Regions from separate parts of the Sus scrofa genome. Here region 1 is linked to region 2. The links are chromatin contacts, called in public HiChIP or PLAC-seq maps. All regions are on one chromosome and are shown on one strand. The core of a region is the stretch at or near the end of the contact, and the rest is flanking DNA. Distances in the headings are between cores, read along the strand shown.

Region 1 (6,994 bases), core at 1,660-4,159, 270 kb before region 2:
AGCATCTCTGAAAATACACTTCTCTTTTCCCTAAATGTATCATAAAATTGAGCAGTCTTCAATATATAACTTGCTTAATAGTTGCTTGAAGAATTTACCTATATCTCAGACCTCTTGAAATCTTAATTTTTGTCCTGGAGAGGTTTTAGTTAGACAAAATCTTGACTGATTTATTTGGAAATATGAATTGTCTTTTTAAAAGTAATGACTAACAGTTTCAAATGAGAAGGTAATTCAGAGATCATTAATATGACAACCTTTGAGGTAGACAGTATTAAGAATTCATGACACACTAACACAGACATATACCTTCAATAACAACCCCAAAAGCTTTTTTTGTTTCGTTTTGTTTTCTTTTGTTTTTTTGCTTTTTAGGGCTGCACTGGAGTCAAATCGGAGCTGTAGCTGCTGCCCTACACCACAACTACAGCAACTCGGATCTGAGCCTCTTCTGTGACCTACACCACAGTTCACAGCAACGCTGGATCCTTAAGCCACTGAACAAGGCCAGGGATTGAACCTGCATCCTCATGGATACTAGTCAGATTTGTTTCTGCTGTGCCACAACAGGAACTCCTCTAAAGATGAATGTACATATTTTGTGGCTAATATTTTTTGAAGTCAAACACTTCTATGACATAATGACAACCAGGGCCTTGAAACATTTAAGATTAGGACAAACAGACACACCCATACCCACTCCTACCTCTTAAACCAGGCCATGCCACTATCAGTGATATATAGCATCATAATGACTTGAACATGTAAACAAGATCAAATTTTTAAAATCTAAATTTAAAAGCTTGGTATTGGTTTGTTTTTCTATTTGTTTATTAGGTCAGATTCAAATGAAGGTGTACTTTAGGAACAAAATTAATAATGTTTTGAGGCAAAACATATCTCAGACTAATAAGTGCTATTAGGTTTCAATTTTCTTGAAGAAAAATTAGCTTAACAGATGGAAAAATGAGTTCATTTGTTTTTATTTTCAAGTAATCTCATTTAGTTGTGACCTAAGAGGAAAGAAAACAGGAAACTCTTTTTCTAGCTATACTGTTCACAAATCAATTTCCTTTGTGTCTGGTGGGAAATAATTACCTTTATAGTCACAAGAAAATACAGTTCTAATAGATAGCAAGTTTTCCCAGTTATAGAATTTAAAGAAAGAACAGTTAGCAGTTAAAAATTATATCCATTAAGACAAATTATGCATTTTTCCCCACTTTTGGTAACTTTGAGAAAGAATTACAACTCACAGAAAAATGACAGACTAATAATGGTCAATTACGGGTAACTAGGGTATTATCAGATTTAAAAAGCTAGAATATATCATTATTACACTATTTTAAGAATTACTTAAAAAGTACTTGTTTAGTATCACAGAATTAGTGTGGATTTTTAAAAATATGTATATTTTAGTAGCTATAAATATGCTACTAAATTTATATAAGTAAATATTTATATAATGTTAATATTCATATAAGGTAAATAATCATCCTAAATTGTTTTTAAAAAGAAATTAAGAAATATTGGTATTAAGTGTAATTACACATAGAAATAATTTAAGGCCCTGTAAGGGACTGAAGTGCCAGTCCCCACTAATTTATTTGAAGCCCTAACCTCAGAGGGCCTTTAGGGAGGTAATTCAAGTTAAATGAGGTCATAAGTGTGGGGTCTAAGCCAATAGGATTGATATTCTCATAAAAAGAGGAAGAGGCACCCAAGACCTCTCTCTGTGAGCACACAGAGGAAAGGCCACATGAAGACACAGAGAGAAGGAGGCCTCCAGAGAAACCAGCCCTGACAGCACCTTGACCTTGGACCTCCAGCCTCCCCAGCTGTGAGAGGATAAATGTCTGCTGCCTAAGCCCCACAGTCTGTGGTATCTTGTTCTGGCAGCCTGAGGTGACTAACACAGACCCTAAAACCTGGAATGAAATTATTGAATAAATATAACATAGTAAATAAACCTATTTGCAGATTAACATTTGTTTGACCCAATGGAAAGAAGTATGCCAATACTTAAATAGGAACATACACACACACATACACACGTAAATTTTACAAAAGAAATCAGAAGTCCTTCAAAGCTAGAACACAATATTTCTATGACTCTTCACAGAAACAATACTCTGGGGTTATACTCATTCCATCATGCAAACTTACTAAAAACAACAAATAACTAGTGATTTGGCCAGAATGTCCATGGCTAATTTTGTCTTGCTTAATATATTTAAATTAATGAATTAGTCCATCACACATTATAAACGGGCTGTAAGAAGCAAAGTTGTTGAAAAACAGTGTTCTACAATTTTTGGAAATCTGATCACTGCTGTGAAGCAGAAGGTGTATCTCAAATGGCCGCTCTTGGTGAGTCTTGCTCAGGCCCTGCTGGTAACCAGGGACACCCTTAGTGTCTGCCTCCCCCTTATAGTGACTGTTCTTTTGAGAGAAGAGAGAGGCTCTCACTAGTCAATACCTTGATACAGGTTCCTTCCCCATGTCCATGCTCTGCCATCTTTTCCCACTGGAAGGCAGCCCCCACCCCCACCCCCACAACCAACACCTCTTCCAGTGAAACTTTACAGCCCACCCAAAGTGCTTCCTCCTTGCTGAACCTGCATCCGGGAATGGTATCACCTAAAGGGAACTTTGCTCATTCTTAGCATATTCTAGCTTGATGGAACAGCTTGTGTAAATATCATTGAGGTAGGTAGCCTCCAAAATGGCCCTTAATAATTGCACCTGCTAGTGTTCACACCCTTGTGCCCTTGATTGTGGGCTTGACCCAGTGAATTGTTTCTAACAAACAGAATGTGGCAAAGCTATGAGAAGACTGACTTCTGCCCTGCTCACCACTATGCTACGCTCTCACTGTCATGACCTTCCCCTTTTTCCTCGTTGTCATGACCTTCCCCTTTTTCTCTCCTCGGCCCCTTTCTGGTCATAGCTCCAGGGAACCAAGTCATCATGCTGTGAGGCTCAAGTGCCAAGAAACTGACCCTGCGGCCAACAGCCAGCGAGGACCCCAGGCCAGTCGACAGCTGTGTGAGTGAAGGGAAGTGGATTTTCCTGGGGGGACCAGGATCTGACTATAGCAGACACCTTGACTGCAGCCTGTGGCCGACCCTGAGCGAGGAGCTGCCAGCTAAACCACATCAGACCCACACAGACAGTGAGACAATAAATGCTTGCTGTTGTTTGTTTGCAAAAGTTTTATTTTAAAGCCTCAAAAAATACTAGCACAATGCAAGTGCTTTGTAAATGGTTGTAAATACAATGTAAACGCTATGAAAATAGTTGCCAGCACAGTAACTTCAAGTTTTGCTTTTTGACACATCTCAAAATTAAAAAAAAAAAAAAAACTTTCCGTCAGTGGTTGACTAAATCCATGGAGGCAGAATCCATAGATTTGGGGGGGGGGAGTGACTATGTTTTTTTTAAGAGATGAGAAGACTGATGCTCAGTAACCTTATGGCTGAAAAAAAGGTCAGAATTTGGATTCCAATCTTGGTCTGTCAACCTACAGAACAGAAACTCTGCCCATCACACAGAACTTACATGCAGAAAAAGGTTCCACATACATAATCACACACCTAGATAGATTTTACCTAAATCCATGGTACTAGAACATGGATTGTAGCAAGCACTTGAATTTAACACCTCAGATATCTGAAATAACATACATATGAATTAATGAGAAGAAACTTCATTTCCTGAGAGATAATACATTAATTCAAGGAATAAAAACATGCATTCAACTCTTGTAAGACATAAAAATCTTCTCTAGGAACAAAAATTTATAAGGTTATTTTAAAAATTATTTTTTCAAATATAGTTCATTTTTTGCTTACCTTTTTGAGCAGCAAATGCTTGACTAGCTGAAAGGACTTTTGTTAGTTCTGGATTATACCTTGTTCCCTCTGGAAAAATCACAAGATACATCTGTGAAGCCATAAAGAAAATTTGGTTTGTTTTGTGTGTTTCTGCTGTTGCTATTAACTTACCAGCGCTAATCCTATTAATGCTGAGAGTATTTTCTATGGTGGGAAAAAAATGTATATTCAATTATCTATGACCTCCATTTCAAGCAAAACAACCAAGATGCACAAATTCAATTAAGTCTGAACATAACACAGACTATATTTAAAAAGGAGTCCTACCTTCACTGGTAGGTGAGGCATTAAGAATCTAACAATATTTCTAATTACATGCTAACATTCACTAATTTTATTTTATTTATTTATTTATTTATTTTGTCTTTTTTTTTTTGCTATTTCTTTGGGTCGCTCTCACGGCATATGGAGGTTCCCAGGCTAGGGGTCAAATCGGAGCTGTAGCCACTGGCCTACGCCAGAGCCACAGCAACGCCAGACCCCCAGACCCGAGCCGCGTCTGCAACCTGCACCACAGCTCACGGCAACGCCGGATCGTTAACCCACTGAGAAAGGGCAGGGACCGAACCCGCAACCTCATGGTTCCTAGTCGGATTCGTTAACCACTGCGCCATGACGGGAACTCCACATTCACTAATTTTAAAAGGTGGCCAGCAGAGAGAACCATATCTAGTCGCTTGTAATGGAACATAATGGAGGATAATGTGAGAAAAATAATAAATATGTACATATGACTGGGTCACTTTGCTCTATAGTAGAAATTGACAGAACACTGTAAATCAACTGTAATGGAAAAAATAAAAATCATAAAAATAAAAGTAGCTTAAAAAAAACTGACTGATGCAAAGCCTCAATTCATTAATGAAAGAGTTTTTTCCCCCCTAAGGTTCTGCAAAATTACCTTTTTTTTTTTTTGGCTTTTTAGGGCCACACCCACAGCATATGGAGGTTCCCAGGCTAGGTGTCTAATTGATTGGAGCTACAGCTGCTGGCCTATGCCAGAACCGAGCTGAGTATGCAACGTATACCACAGCTCATGGCAACACCAGATCATTAACCCACTCAGCGAGGCCAGGGATCGAACCTGTCACCTCACGGTTCCTACTGGGATTTGTTTCTGCCGTGCCACGACAGGAACTCCCAGGCCAAATGACTTTTAAAAGGTTTAAAGTTTAGACATCAGGGTCCCTAATATCAATACTAAAAGTATCTCATTTGAGGAAAACCATATATAAATTCACAAATTTCCACAATGTAAAAGGTAACAAGTGTTCCTATTTCAAAAGATTCATACGGTATTCTTACTCTACAGTGAAAAACTCCTAACTTCAGAACTGAGTTTAAAAAAAAAATGACACCAACATGTTTTCTTTCTGTTGCTGTTGTTTTCTTTTTTGGTATGTGGAAGTTCCCAGGCTAGGGATCAAACCCGTGCCACAGCAGCAACACGAACCACTGCAGTGACAGCACTGGATCCTTAGCCCACTGCACCATGAGGAAACTGTGACACCAACATGTTCAACTGACAACCAAAAGATAAAAATAATTCACTAATGGTGAAACGCAAAGGTGGGTAAAACTGCCAGGACTTGACAGAAAGAAAGACAATGGCAGCAAACCAGCAGTCATTTTCTGCCATCCATTTGCAGTATAGGGGGTGAGAGTTTCACTTAAGAATGGCCTTGTGAAAACAGATTATTTGATTAACTCTGGGCCCTGAGTACATAATACACATATGCGTGATGAAATGGAAAGTTTGTGTGTGGTATTTTACATGCTAAAGTATAATGGTTGTCTCAGGAAAAAACACTCAAGACAGTTGAGTTGCAAGCTGATTTAGCTCCTATTTTCTTGCAACACTAATTTTACTTGAAACATTGTCAAATTTTGATTGTCACATTTGGCTATTTGGCAGACATTTTTTCAAATATGAAGGAAGTGAGACTTTCAAGGAAAACAACTGACAACAGTTGTTGTCAATGATAAAATTCAAACTTGGAAGTGAAAATATAGAATTCTGGGGAAACATCTATCTACTAGCAAGAGGCTATCAGTACTATCCTTGGTGTTGTTTTTGTTTAAATAAGTGAGAATATTAGCATGAGTATGACTTTAGATAATGTATAATGATCTGGGCCAAAATTTGGCAGATTTATACAACTGACTCACCAGTATTTTCCAGAAAATCATCATAAAATTACAAAAAATTATAAGTAACATAGCCAACTTTGAATGCAGAAGATAAAAATCCAGCTGCCTTGTATTAAGGCATATATTAAGGAGAACTGAATTGCAGAAATATAAAACAATGCCACCCTTGTTTGAAGAATATAGTTACTTTCATGGAAAAAAAGATAAAAATAAGACATTCGTATCAAATTTTTTCAAATATAAGCAGAATACAGAAAATAAGAAGACAGAAGAAGCTAATAGGAGAAGAGTGTGTTCATTTTATCCATCCTTACCAGATCCCAGGTAATACCATCCACCTAGACATCTAGTACAGAAGATTCCCTTTACCTGAATGATCAATGAGTGCAGAATCCCTACGAAATGAACCATGTGCGAATCTGAATCTTTTTAGCAGACAAACATATGATCAATCTCGTCCAAAGTTCCATCTGAAAAGTTGATGTAATGGTGGCTCTGCAATTTTGCATTTTCAGCCTCCAAGCAAATACATAAGCTTTTTATCCATCCATGTATATAATTTTTAGAACCTACTATCTTTGCCTAATTTAGAAGTTAGTAGACTGTGTTTGGTTATCTTTCCAGAGTAGTCAAAAAATGTAGGAATTTCCCTTGAGGTGCAATAGGTTGAGTATCTGGTGTTGTTGCTGCAGCAGCCCAGGTTGCTGCTATAGCACAGGTTTGATCCCTGGCCTGGGAACTTCCACATGCCACAGGTGCAGCCAGAAACAAAACAAAACAAAAGAACAAGCTTGCAAGACTTAAGTCATTCCTGATTTCAAAACTTACTACAAAGCTCAAAATTCTCAGTATGGCTCAGCAGAAAGGAATCCAACTAGTATCCTTGAGGATGTGGGTTCGACCCCTGGCCTCGCTCACTGGGTTAAGGATCTGGATTGTCGTGATCC
Region 2 (6,951 bases), core at 3,035-5,534:
ATAAGATTTTACAAAGCATCAGAGCTCTAGTAATTGCTAGGTTCCATGCTCTATTTGATCTGTCCAAGCAAGGGAGAACCACAAGCGACAGTGAAGCATCACGACAACCAGCATGAGGGAGGAAGGCAGCACGTGGCATGGAGTCGATGCAGACGAGCAACAGAAACAGTGAATTTACAGCTCTCACACCAATTCTAGGACCTGGCACCAGCTCCCAAGACACAATTCAAAAATAGAACCAACCAAGAAGCCCTCGACCCCATGGGGGAAATCCCACCCTGCCCCTAACATTTTCTCACTCTCACAGGCAGAAGCACAGAATACTCAGTGATCAACATTTCAGGAGAAATTAAGTTTGATAACTGGCTCTATGAATGGTTTCTCTACAGAGAATGACAAGTTTCAAAGAAAGGCACTATAAGCAGATTTTTTTTAAAAAAATACGTATTCAACTTGAGTTAAAAAAATTTTTAATTATAACTTTGTACTTTAGGCCAATGAATGGAACTGTGGCTCCCATCATTGGAGCATCAAGAAAACTCAAGAAGAAAGGAAGTTAAAATTTAAGTACCCAAAGTTATACATGCACAATACCTTTAAAAGCATAGCTTAATGAATCCTTAAAATGTTCCTCTGACCAATCAGAGACTCTATTTTATATAAGGACACTGTGGCCCCCCAAAAATTGAGCAACTTACTTACAGTCCAAGGCAAATACGGGAGCAGATGTGCCTGGCCCAAAGCCCACGTCCTCTTCCCGTGCGGCTGGCCTGCACTTATATTTAATTATGTAGTTTTACTGCCAAAGACATAGGTGTCTGTACCTACAGCACTGGTGTCCTGTCACTTCCTGACATCCTTACATGAGAGTGTTAAAATGAGCTGGTGTGCCCACTGTTGACAGGAACACACAGGAGAAGAACCAGTCCTGACTGGCATGTGACCTGATTAATGGACTGGGGTAGAATTAAGTCTGCCTAATTTGGAAAATGATGAAACTTGAAAAATGCACACCTGTTAGGAGAAACTTAATAGGTCTAATGAGTGATGACCTATGTAAGAGGGAAGGCAGGTAGGGCACTGCAGACTGTGGCACTGAGTTACCCTTCCTCACGCTTTATCTCAGAGATTCTTCTAAAGTCTCTATTTTGAGGGAGATCTCTGGTGGCTCAGCAGCTAAGGATCTGACGTCACTGCTGTGGTATGGGTTTGATCCCTGGCCCCATAACTTCTGCAAGCCTCAGGCATGGCTAAAATAAATGAATAAATAAAGTCTGTATTTTGAGAAACCACATATCTAGAATGTGGGAGGAACAGCGATGTTTCTTTGTACTAGATTTTCATTTCTTGCATAACGTGGACAGGGCTACAGAATGGTCTTGACACAGTGAAATCCCCGATGCCCTTCCTACTAGACTGCAGAGCCACCGGCCTACCCCCCCATCTGCCACAGTGTGGACTTGCAGGGGCCTCAAGTTTGTCTCACACACACGCTGCTACTGAGCTGCCAGGTGCTGAGTCAACATAAAATCAGTCTTTTCTTGCTGGTGATCAAAGAACAGCAAGATTTCAAAATCAGAGCAAGGCACAAGTCTTTCAAGAAATATTTTACAAGACAGAGAAATGAATTAGTAATAAAGTCTTTGGTCATTGGACTAATGACTGTCTTTCTGATGCGTGTTTTTTTTTTTTTCTAGCTTGAGAGCTACATCCAGGACAACATGAAGAAAGAAATGGTGGAGATACAACAGAATGCGGTACAGAACCAGACTGCTGTGATGATAGAAATAGGAACCAACCTACTTAACCAAACGGCAGAGCAGACCCGGAAGTTAACTGACGTCGAAGCCCAAGTAAGTAGTGACACAGGAAACAGGATGCCCGCGAGCCAGATAGTAGCACACAGTCCTTACTTAACCAAACAATGGAAAGGCAAGGAAGGCTCAAGTATGGCAGAAAAAAGGATGGCTTGATAAGAAATTAAGAATTTGTATTAAGATAGGAATTTAAAAGAAGGAAATACATTTTCATTTTTAATACTGAGGTTAAATTACCTTTATCTTACTGAGGACATTCAAACCATTTTCGTATTATTCATCCTTGACTACAAGACAGACATTCCTCTGCTTTGCTGGTATTGGATTCTAGATAAACTTTTCTGAGCCCTTAAGTTTTTTGTGCATTTGAGACACGAAAAGCACTGAGGCAGAGTCCTGGAAACTTTGTTCTTAACTTGAACTTGGGAGCTAAGATGAAACCTAAATCTCACAGAACCACCAAAACAACCTGGGGTGTAAGTTAATGGAGAAAGAAGTAAAGAGAATAGTAAGAAGCAGCAGTGGCGGCACAGTCTGTGTTTGACCATCAGCCCAGAGCCTGGAGTTTCCCAAATCTTAATAAGGCACTACCTTTCCTGGGCCTCGGGGGCTGTAACTATGAAATGGGAGGGCTACCATTTTACCTTTTTTTAACCTCCCTTTTACCTTTAAGATTCTGTGAGCTACCAATTAATAGCAGTAGCAAAGAAGAATATGAAATATGAAGATGTTAGAAGAATAACAGTGAAACATTAAAACAAAGTTCATCCAGAGACACCCTGCATGACACACATGTGGCTGAACAAGAAGAGTGCAGATGGTAAAAATCCCCCTGTTGGAGGAATCATGGCAATGACGAGTTCAAGCCTCGTCACTGGGGGGCTGGCTTTCTGGTTCCTAAACCTGGTTTCTTTATAGGCTTATGAAGTTAGTATCTTCCTACTCTGAGTTATAAATAATGCTCCACAAAAAAGTAGATTTAATTGTGAATGATTTGCATGACATATTATTCTTAAGTGCTACTTAAGGAAAAGGACCAAGAAACGCCAAACATCAGCCAGGAGGCTGATGAGCTAAGAGAAAGCATTAGCCTGCCACCTGTAATGAGCCCCCAGGCAGTTTTTCATTGTCATGGAGAACTGTTGGATAAGACAGAGAAAACAGCATGGAGTGGTAGAATAAAAGGTTTTTATTTGAGCATAGAATAAGAGGTTATATGCTTACTACATCTTGCACAACATTGGAACAGTTTAGGAAAAATATTACTATCTTACACAATGGAAAACAAGGTACTGAAAATTGTAATCCCAAGAGGTAATAAAATCAAAAAAGGAAAAGACGACAAAACTCTAAAAGTAAATCTATCAATATATCCATTGTCAATTATTAAAATAAAATTATTGATGTTTAGGTCACATTTGCACCTTTTGATAGTAAAATTGAGAATAACAAGTTGTTACAAAAAATGTCCAAAAGTATTACATTTCTTATGTTTCAGATAAGAACGATAAAAAAAGTAAGATACAGAGAGCAATGATATAAACCCTTCCCATCCTATATAAGTCTGAGTTACTAGCATTTGATGTGATTTTTGTTGGGTCACATGACTAAAAACTCTATTGCAAAACTAGATATCACATGATCCAGGATAACAGGAAAATAGGAAGATGGCTGGAAAGAAAATAGCCCATAATGTCCAACTAAACACATCAAGATGGCTGAGCCTAAGCAAGGACATCAAGGGACTGAATTAGTACCAACTTACTCAAGGCACCTGCTGAGCAGTTACTGTGAAGAAACAGTTCAAATCCAAACATGAACATTTCTGATTAGAAGATTTTTCTAGCCTGTCAGGGTGACACACTATTGAACCTGACTAGAAAGGGCAGCTGGAGGCCTGAGAGCTTAGACACCACATGATCTGGATAATTAAGAGTCACCTGCAGCTGGAGCTCCTCAGAAAAGGGATGGAAAAGCACTGCAGTAGGTCCTGGGTTAGTCAGGACTCACAAGCCATTCTCTCCCCTCTCCCTGTTGTACTCATTTTACATCCCTTAGGAGCTAAAAAAGGACCAAGTTTCTGGCTCCTTTTATCAATAACCAACACAGAATGTTTGGGACCCAAGAAGAGGTAGAAGCCAAATCTCTATTCCAGGTGTTCATAGTAAGCCCCACCCTTAGGCTGGTGATGCCTTTATTCATTCACAGGCGTGTTCGTGGTAGGAAGGCACCCAGCTTTGAGGAAGGACTGTCCCTAAACCCTCCCAGTGGGGCCAGGCTGAGGCTTTCATGAATGACACAGACCCCGAGCAAACAATGGCTCTTTCAAGGACCCTTACTCCTGAGCAACAATCCTCCCTGACACAAGTGACATCACATCCCGAGTCACCGTGACACAGAGGATGTGAGTAATGGACTCTTCCTGCTAAAACGCAGCCTAAAGCATTCATTCTTTAAGTTTTTGAAGACAATGAAATGTTGATATGGCACATGGTACATGTCAGAAAGGCCCAGAAAGCAGAACCTAGCTCCCACTTGATATGGATGCTATGGTTTCCTGATGAGTTTACATGATTTTTAAATAGGAAAACGAGAAGTGGAAAAAAAAAAAAAAAAAAGACTAAACAAGTGAATGCCAATTAGAAAATGCTAGGCGAAAAATGAGCTACATTCTTATAGAATGGAAGTGTGTGACTTCTAAACACACTTTGTCTACTGACAAAAGGATGTGAGAACAGCAGAGGAAAAGGCTCTTCATTTATCAACAGATTCTGATATATGAAATAGGACCATTTATACTCCCATTTATCTCACTGTGTGAAAAGAAATGATAAAACATGGCAGAAGAAGAAAAAGAACACTATATTATTTGACACAAACACCATTGTCCAGAACTATTAAATCCTTTCCAAAATACATGATGAAAAAAATGTTTAATGTACTCTGATGTAATCCAGCACAATGAGACTTCCAAAAATGAAAAATATGCCCAAATAAGACACTTGGGCAAATAAGCAATGTTTACTTACGTTTTCCTATAATTTAGATAACTTTATATCTAGTTAAAAAAGTAATAAATAATAATTTTATTTCATTGCATTTAGGTATTAAATCAGACAACAAGACTTGAACTTCAGCTTCTGGAACATTCTCTTTCTACAAACAAATTGGAAAAACAGATTTTGGATCAGACCAGTGAAATAAACAAATTGCAAGATAAGAACAGGTAATAAAAATAGAAAAAAGTATAATCCAGAACTGTACACTTTCTAGATATGAAATTGTATTTCATGTGACTTTTAATTATAAGTATGGCTCCCATAATGCCAAATTCCATAATGTATAGTATAAGAATCAGGAACCTTGTGAGGGAGAGGGAGAGAGAGGGTTTCAAAAACACGGAGACAGCATCTCCTAAGGCATAGTAATTTGAATGCCTTTTTCATCTTATCACTATTTTCTGGTCTTTTAAAAACAAGTGATTAATTTAGAGGCTCCTTATGCAGGTTCAGTTAAATTGTGATTATTCCTGTATTGATTACTGTTATTAAAAAGTGCTATCATTGACACTGTCCCCTTCTGAAGAGAGGCAATAAAAACTCATAAAAGAAACATGACTCAGGCTTGGTATTTCTGCCAACAAGGATATTTTCCCACACTTCTCAAGGGAGAATGAATTACATTAATATAAAGTTCAGGCATACCTAAGTCCAACTTTTACAGTGATGATAAAATTGATCATCCTGAATCAGAAAATCAAACAAGACGCTAATGAGCAAACTGACAGGCAATGCAGGCATTCCCCACGCTGCCTCCACCCTCCCTCCCTCCACTACCACTCATGACTGGCCACGGCATCTGCTGCAACATGCAAAGTTCCTGTTATGAATTTACACTCTATCCTCATCGGTTTTATCCCATTTACTTAATTTCCTTTCACAAAAAATCAAGCTTATTGCTGTTCACCAAACTGATTGCACAAGCCAGAAACGGGTCCAGATGCTCATCTTGTAAAGCGTTCCTCTAAAATCTGATCTCTGAGACTACTTACAGTTTAAACACAATGTGATGCGGTGCTGGTCTGGGATGACCCAATGCTGGGCTTAACTCTTCAGTACTTGATTGTATTTAATCTTAAAATTAAACCTGAATCTAAAGATCAGGATGTGATTGCCCTCTGGATTATACTGGTAGAGGTTTGGGAGAAAGAAGCTACTGTTTTTTTTTTTAACATCCATCCCAGAGTATTCAAACTCTCATTCAACCTCTGTACTGTGCAATTGATCATCACATCTATCTTTTATGCCTCTTCATAGAACATTAAAGACAACAAAGCAAAAGACCGGTTGGATAACAAAGTTCAGCAACATCACTTTGAAGGCAGTATAGATTTGTGATTTAAAAGTGTCCCTACATTTTATGTAAGTGTCTAGGTCAAGCATTGCAGAAATGTTCCCAAAGCATATATCGCCTGCATGCTGACGATGGCACTAGGGATGATTTTAGCCAGAATACAAAAACTTTATGCATTTGCTTTTAGGTGACTTTCTGCTTATGGTTATCTCGGTTTTTAAATCAATGGCAGGGATATACAAGTTTAAAAAAATAAGTTAGGCAATATCAAGAAAAATATTAAGAAATAATAGTTGAAAATGGATATGGTAAAACTGATGAAAGCTGAAACCAAATGTCCGCACTGTGGGGACTGATTATTTCTTGGTACTTACTGTCACAGACTGGTTCATAATGATCATGGGACTGGGATAAATTTAAAAGTTGTAACTAAATTTCTAATAATAATTATTAATACTGATTGTTAATGCTTATAGGTAAGACCAGTAATGGGTAGTTTAGTCCCTTAGCTGAGCAAGTTGTTTCCAGGGCTAAAGATTCAGAAGATGTTACTGCTCCCCCACCCGGAAAGAATAATAGACTCAGATTATTTGAATCAGAAGGGGTCTTAGAGGTCATTATCTAATCTAATGCCTTCATTTTAGATATATTTATTTCTCTAGGTGGATTTTCACTCAGATCAATATATATATACATGATATACACCCAAGATCCAAGATCCAGAGAGAGGAGAGACTGCCTCAGGCAACACAGGGGTCATGGGTGGAGGCGAGGTTCTCAA

What was found. HiChIP or PLAC-seq counts read pairs in DNA pulled down with a chosen protein or histone mark.
Region 1: an H3K27ac HiChIP or PLAC-seq map of alveolar macrophages shows a contact between it and region 2. The contact joins two enhancer-like sites. A contact is called at or near these places in 2 of 2 datasets of contacts at active chromatin or transcription factors (alveolar macrophages and skeletal muscle).

What each region holds. Positions count from the first base shown.
Region 1 is chr15:37,830,221-37,837,214 of Sscrofa11.1, reverse strand. AGPAT5 (1-acylglycerol-3-phosphate O-acyltransferase 5) reads right to left here. Exons shown (of 8, transcript NM_001143701.1): 5 at 3,855-3,945. Among named protein-coding and RNA genes, the nearest start is that of AGPAT5, 32 kb to the right of the region's middle. Within about 2 kb of position 2,909, at least 6 of the 83 cell types and tissues checked have an H3K27ac peak or open chromatin away from gene starts, as enhancers often do. A contact at or near this core is called in alveolar macrophages, where this site is marked.
Region 2 is chr15:37,560,699-37,567,649 of Sscrofa11.1, reverse strand. All of the region lies in intron 12 of MCPH1 (microcephalin), which reads right to left. ANGPT2 (angiopoietin 2) reads left to right here. Exons shown (of 9, transcript NM_213808.1): 2 at 1,698-1,853; 3 at 4,922-5,043. Among named protein-coding and RNA genes, the nearest start is that of ANGPT2, 30 kb to the left of the region's middle. Within about 2 kb of position 4,284, at least 3 of the 83 cell types and tissues checked have an H3K27ac peak or open chromatin away from gene starts, as enhancers often do. A contact at or near this core is called in alveolar macrophages, where this site is marked.